Linked DNA regions of Zea mays: region 2 is linked to region 1. Evidence: chromatin contacts called from public Hi-C data. All regions are on one chromosome and are shown on one strand. Each heading gives the region's core, a stretch centred on a gene start, on an enhancer-like site or on the middle of the called end of the contact. The rest is flanking DNA. Distances are from core to core; before and after follow the strand shown. Region 1 holds the start of LOC100284110 (fiber protein Fb2). Region 2 overlaps LOC100282607 (polygalacturonase).

Evidence for each region. A called contact is a pair of places that touch in the nucleus more often than the background predicts.
Region 2: a contact with region 1 is called in a Hi-C map of ear, with 2.4 times the contacts expected there. The contact joins the enhancer-like site here to the promoter of LOC100284110 in region 1. A contact is called at or near these places in 2 of 25 Hi-C or Micro-C datasets (ear and tassel).

What each region holds. Positions count from the first base shown.
Region 1 is chr10:22,424,818-22,427,875 of Zm-B73-REFERENCE-NAM-5.0, reverse strand. LOC100284110 (fiber protein Fb2) reads left to right here and starts at 1,589. Exons shown (of 5, transcript NM_001157007.2): 1 at 1,589-1,873; 2 at 1,978-2,162. The coding sequence starts at 1,810.
Region 2 is chr10:22,697,885-22,700,949 of Zm-B73-REFERENCE-NAM-5.0, reverse strand. LOC100282607 (polygalacturonase) reads left to right here. Exons shown (of 6, transcript NM_001155515.1): 5 at 114-184; 6 at 469-1,530. The coding sequence ends at 1,148. Among protein-coding and RNA genes, the nearest start is that of LOC100282607, 3.5 kb to the left of the region's middle. Within about 2 kb of position 1,704, at least 12 of the 20 cell types and tissues checked have an H3K27ac peak or open chromatin away from gene starts, as enhancers often do. A contact at or near this core is called in ear, where this site is marked.

The DNA.
Region 1 (3,058 bases), core at 340-2,839:
CACTTCCTCAGCCGAGTTAACACTGAATGTATAACTCTTTGGGTATGTGCAACTTCCTTACCCGAGATATCAGTGCTTTGGCCAGAGCATAACTCGAACGCTCAGTCTTCGTCTCCTTGGATCAAGTTTGCCCAACCTGATTGCGGTCTGATGGTCTATCCGCAAAGCAAACCATTGGGGAGCCCATCAGGCAGCCCATGATACGTTTCTATGTTCATGAAGACCCGAAGGATATCTACCCCCACAACCCCTGAGGCTCAAGCCAACTTTTAGAGTAATTGGCTCGACACTATAAGGAAGAATGGTACCCTTTGACTTTTCTAAGCTTTTGAAGGCAGCTTTGCTCCATCTCTGTATTGGCCTAGCTCCCGAGCTTTGAATTGATTTGAGCATCAATCAACTCAAAGGTCTTCACAATTTGTGTTTTGAGTTTAGCTTTGTCTCGTCTTTGTGTCCATTAGGTGCACCGTAGGTGCACCCAATGGATGTAGCCCCCGAGGTTTGAATTAATTTGAGCATCAATCAACTCAAAGGTCTTCACAATATGCTTTTGAGTTTAACTTTGTCTCATCTTTGTATGCACCCAATGGGTGTAGTCCTTGAGCTCTGAATTGATTTGAGCATCAATCAACTCAAAGGTCTCCACAATCTGCCTTTGAGTTTAGCTTTGTCTTATCTTTGTACCCATTGGGTGTAGCCCTCGAGGTTTGAATTGATTTGAACATCAATCAACTCAAAGGTCCTCATAATATGCCTTTAGAAGATTCTGGTTTACTGTAACAAACGGGGCCGACTGAGATTCGCCTGATTGAAACCATGGCGACTGAAACCGACATGAAGAGGTGCCCTAGGGGATACCCCTTCAGTCGGTACGATGCCGAAGAATGGGGTATCCGACTGAATGAGGTGACCAGTTGGGATGCCCGAGGCCTGTATAATATTCATAAAAAGTAAACCTCAAATTTGTTCTATATTTTATAAAAATAATTGATATAAGATTCGTATACAAATACAAATTCATTTTTTTCACATTTTTTTGTAGGGAGAAAATAATGCACACAAAAAACTACACAAAATTTTATTTTTATACTTCACAATATTCTTAATAACATAAATAAAAATTAGCTTCAAATTCTATGTTTATCTATGTTAAAATATTAGAGTTGTCATATAGGTTGGACGTTTTAGGAACATCCTTAGTCTCTGAGGGATTAAATGGAAAAAAAAATACAAGAGCTAGTCCATTCTACACGACTCTCTATATATATTGTGTGTTAACTATATTTATGAAGTGATTGATTAAAAACACATATCTACGCGACTCTCCATATTTTACATATATATTATTTCTTGATTATATTTATGATGCGACTCATTTTAAAAACATCTCAGTACTGTATTACAAAAGACAACTGTTAGTTCATTATCACACCACATCGATGGTTCTCTGACAGGTTTGGCCCACAGGCTCATGCACGTCCTCGATGCCTAGCGTTGTGCGGCAGGACTTTGAGAACCGGTGTTGACGGCATGCATTTTATTTTTTTGCATCGAACACACTGTGGTTAGTTCTAGCCTCCCAGCCACCCACGCTTCTCTCGTCCCTCCCCTTTGTCGGTGTCTTCCCCCTCTCTCTTCTCTTCTCTACAAATCTCTCTTCCGCATCCGCCGCAAAACCCTAACCTAAGCGGCTCAACCCTACGATTACCGCCGCCGCCGCCCCCCGCTCGCCCACGCAAGCTTGGGCGGGCCTCCCTCAGCTCGGCCAAGAGCCCGACCCCCTGCTCCGGCACCAGCGCCGCCACCGCCATGGATATGGAAGTGTACGAGCGCCTCACCGCCGAAACCAGTCACTACCGTGGCACGCGTTTCGGTGAGTCAGATACCCGATTCCCCCTTTCCAAGTATTTTGCGGGTCATGTGCGGAGTTTCGAGGATTTCTGGTGGAGGTTTTGACTGGGTTTTGTGCTGCCGCAGATGCGCTGATCGGGCTCGACGAGGTGGAGCCTAGTGACGAGGAAGAGGATGAGGAGGAAGAAGAGCGAGCGGCGGGTGCCGGGGCTGGAGACGAGCTGCTCTGCCCGTTCTGCAGCGAGGAGCTGGACGCGGTGGGGCTGTGGTGCCATATGGACGACGAGCACCGTGCTGAGGTCAATGCCGGGGTAATTTCATCTCATTCTTTTATGGGAAGATGCAAATTTCTAGTCTTTTCTACTATGAGCTCTTCTAGCTGTAGACGTTAGGTTATTCATCCCACGAAGTGCCGCAGAACATGTTGGATTTTTATTTCTGTATTAGTATATGGAGTATGCCTGCGTTTTTGACCTGATTTAGCTGTCAATATTAGATCTTACACGTATAGTTGTCATCTTTCGGACGTCGAGGGTCCTGCTCTTTGCATATAGCGTGTGAGTGAGCTGCTTTTATCTATGTTGGATTGGTAGTTGTAAAGATAGGGATTTTGAGCTGTGTAAGACGCCTCTGCTAGTACAAGTGTACAACATTGTATGTATCAGCTCATTTTAGTTCTAGGTCTAAAATTTTAGTAGATGGTGGGATGGAATTCTGGGCTGTGCAAGTTACGCTTGCTTTTGTACTAAGCTTGCTATGCTGCTTTTATTTCCAGTGAACAAGGTGCTTATGCTTATGTACCAAACATTGTTTGGAGGCTCCTTTTAGTTGTTAAGATTGAGATTTTAGCTGCAAATGTTGTGTTTTTCTAGTTCTCTTGTCTCCATTTGAGCCTAATTTTAGTCATAGGTCATGGATTCTGTTGCATAGATGTGCTTTTGGTTTTCAAGGTGCTTCTGTGTATATAGAAGAGTGTTTGTGCTTCTTATTTTGCTGCTAAGACAATATACCAGATTCAAAGATTGGATCTTTTTTAGGTGTCTAAGGTTTTCGTGCTCATATGCATGATGTGTTTCCTAAGTTGGTTTCAGTTGCAAAGAAGGGATTTTTGTTAGGAACCTTAGGTGGTTCTGCTTCAGCGCACGATGCTAGTTTGCTTCACCTGTTTATGGAAGATTTTCTCCCATAGTTTTACTGTACCCTGAAA
Region 2 (3,065 bases), core at 455-2,954, 270 kb before region 1:
GTACGCTAACATTGTTTGCAACTATAGAATCTGCTCTGCTCTGTCCTGCTAGATTTTTGAGACAGAGATTGTCAAAAATTACTTACTGACATGTTTCCGTTGTTTTCCATCAGCAATGTAGTGGTCCATAGTGTCACAATTCAGACTTCATTGGATGCTCCACTTAATCATGGAATCGTTCCAGGTAACGCAGCACTTGATCATCATGCATTCCTTACCTTAGTCAAAATCCATGTGACCGGAACATTTTTTTGGATATGTATCCTGAGTATCATCTACTTAAAGTATGTCTTAACTGAGACAAGTTATACTAGCCAGTTTCAGTTGTGGCTGTGTACTTGGTGGAGACAGCAAATTATTCTATGCTCTACGTTTAACATTTTAACCCATCACCTGAGGTGATTCGCCGCAGAACCATGGCCAAAACCTGATCCATTCCTCTCTGCGTATGTGTTTTTTTTTCTGTAGATTCATGCTCAAATATGTGCATCGAGGACAGCAGTATCAGTGTTAGCCACGACGCCATATCACTAAAAAGCGGGTGGGACAAGCAAGGCATTGCTTTCGGGAGGCCAACCTCAGACATCCACATAAGCAGACTGGATCTGCAGTCCTCACTGGGCGCCGCTCTCGCGTTCGGGAGCGAGATGTCGGGCGGGATCTCGGACATCCATGCGGACCGCCTCCTCATCCACTCTTCGTCCAGAGGCGTCTTCTTCAAGACCGCGCCGGGACGCGGAGGCTATATCAGAGACACCGTGATCTCAGACGTCCAGATGGAAGACGTCGACGTCGCCATCGCATTCACCGGTGACTGGCCAAGCCACCCAGATGACCAGTTCGACCCGGCCGCGCTCCCGGTGGTCAGCCACATCACCCTGAAGAACATGACTGGAACAAGAATCTCGGTCGCTGGCGTTTTGTCAGGAATCGCCGGCGACCCGTTCACCGACATCTGCCTCTCCAACATCAACTTCTCACTGGCCGATTCGGCCAGTCCCACCTCCCACTGGTCTTGCTCCAACGTCTCCGGATACTCCGAGCTGGTCTTCCCCGAGCCTTGCCTGGATCTGCAGACCCAATCCTCAGACGCTTCCGTCTGCTCCACCCTCCCTAGCTTCCACGCCGCCGCCATTGCAGCAGCGTAAATGCACAGAGAGTACAAAGTGTCCATCCTTTTTCCTGTTCCCGGTCCCCTGTACACTTCAGAGGATCTCTCAAGCCGCCTTTTCCTCCCCCGACAATTCTTTGAAGCTATAGGCGCGCCCCTGTCGTTGAAGAAAAGAATCGTTCACCGTTTTTCTCCGGCCGTCGGCTTCGAGGGCTCAGCTGCATCGCCTTTCTTGCGGGAGGCAAGCCTGGCGGCGGACGGTCGACATCGAGCTGTTAATTTGCTTGTACAGTTATGATTTCTTCATTCAATCTGTAAGAAGGAATTTTTGTGGTAGTAGAGGGTTGAGTCGAGTCCAGAGAGTTGCTTCATACGATTGTCGATTTGGTGAATAAAACACATGATGAATTCATGATCCAGTGGCTCTGTATACATCCTGTCATCCTTGTGGGTACATCCATCCATGATCCATCCAATCTAACAAACAACCAGTACACCAACACCTCACATGTTCTCGTGGTCCTGGGTTCCCCAGGCTGGCAGGCGCCTGCGGAATGTAGCCAGGCCAGGGGCCAGGCCCTCGCTCCCGTTGCTGCCAAACAAATTGGCGTCCGTCCATAGAGTTTGTTAGATGACCGAGCATGGCCATGGCCTACTGGGGGCCTGGGGGTGGGGGCGGTTTCATTGGCTTCGCTTTGTCGCCATGCAGTGCGGCGGGCGGGCCGCTGAGCTGGCGCCGTCTTGGGCGGTCGCCATTTGCGCAAGCTCCAGGCTCCAGCCAGCATTCGCATCTGCTTTGCGGTCACTTGCAGTTGCAGTGGACGGTGAACAGAACCATCACGGGAGCTGGCACCGATGATTAGCTAGCTGGTCATGCTGCTGGCGCTTGTTGTATATCTATTACGTGTTGTTCGGTTCCACTCAACAAAGTTTAGTCAATACAACATCGAATGTCTAAATGATAATTACATATATTAAATATAGTTTAATTACAAAACTAATTGTAGAGATAGAGACTAAAAGATGAGATAAATTCATTAAACTTAATCGAGATTATATTTAATAGATATTCAAACATTGGATACATGGACTAAACTTCAGTAGGGTAGCATGTGAAAGACTGAAGCAGCAGGTGCTGCATGACCCCAAAATGCCATGAAAGGCTCAGTGAACCTTGTCTTGGAACACGGGCTGCTGGTACCGAAGCTGCTGTTGGTGAGCAGGAAGCAGAATGTTACGCGAAAACTGAACACCATTGGATACCGTCATACCGAGCAGCAGATGCTCAGCCTCTGATTAAAAAAACAAAAAAAAACAAAACTGAACAGAGCTGACCATGTCATGTGCTGCAACATGTCGTTGTATCAGCTAGCGCAAGATCCATCCATCCAGGCTGCTCAGATGGCTGTGCTGCAGAGTGCAGCAGGCTTTGTTGAATGCAGTCAAAGCAGGGAGCGGACGGGATGCTGTGGACAGGGGCAGCTGGGCGTGACAGGCTCAATCAGTCCCCCTGACATGTGCCAACTGAGGATTACTGTTCCTGTGGATCTTCAGTTTTTACAGCTGATGAGATAAGAACATAACTGCTAGTAGTAGTAAGGATATCTCCTATTTTAGACCTCACTTTATAAACACAATAGTCTATAATGCAAACCAATGTTTTATACGGCTATATGCACGATCCGCTGAGCACAGTCTAACAAGTTGTTTCTTCTATCTCTATTTAAGAACTCCGTTAGAGTATCTTCCACCTAGAGATAGCAATACGACGATGGATATTTACTCCATTAGACGATGTGTATAGACTAAATATCCTATCATAGGTCTTTGTTAGACAAAATCCTTCACTCAATGGGTATGTAGATATTGGAACGTTCCCGCATTCACCCATACTCATTATCCCATGAGTATAAAACATCATGTATCACTATATCAAACCCATGGATGATTGGTT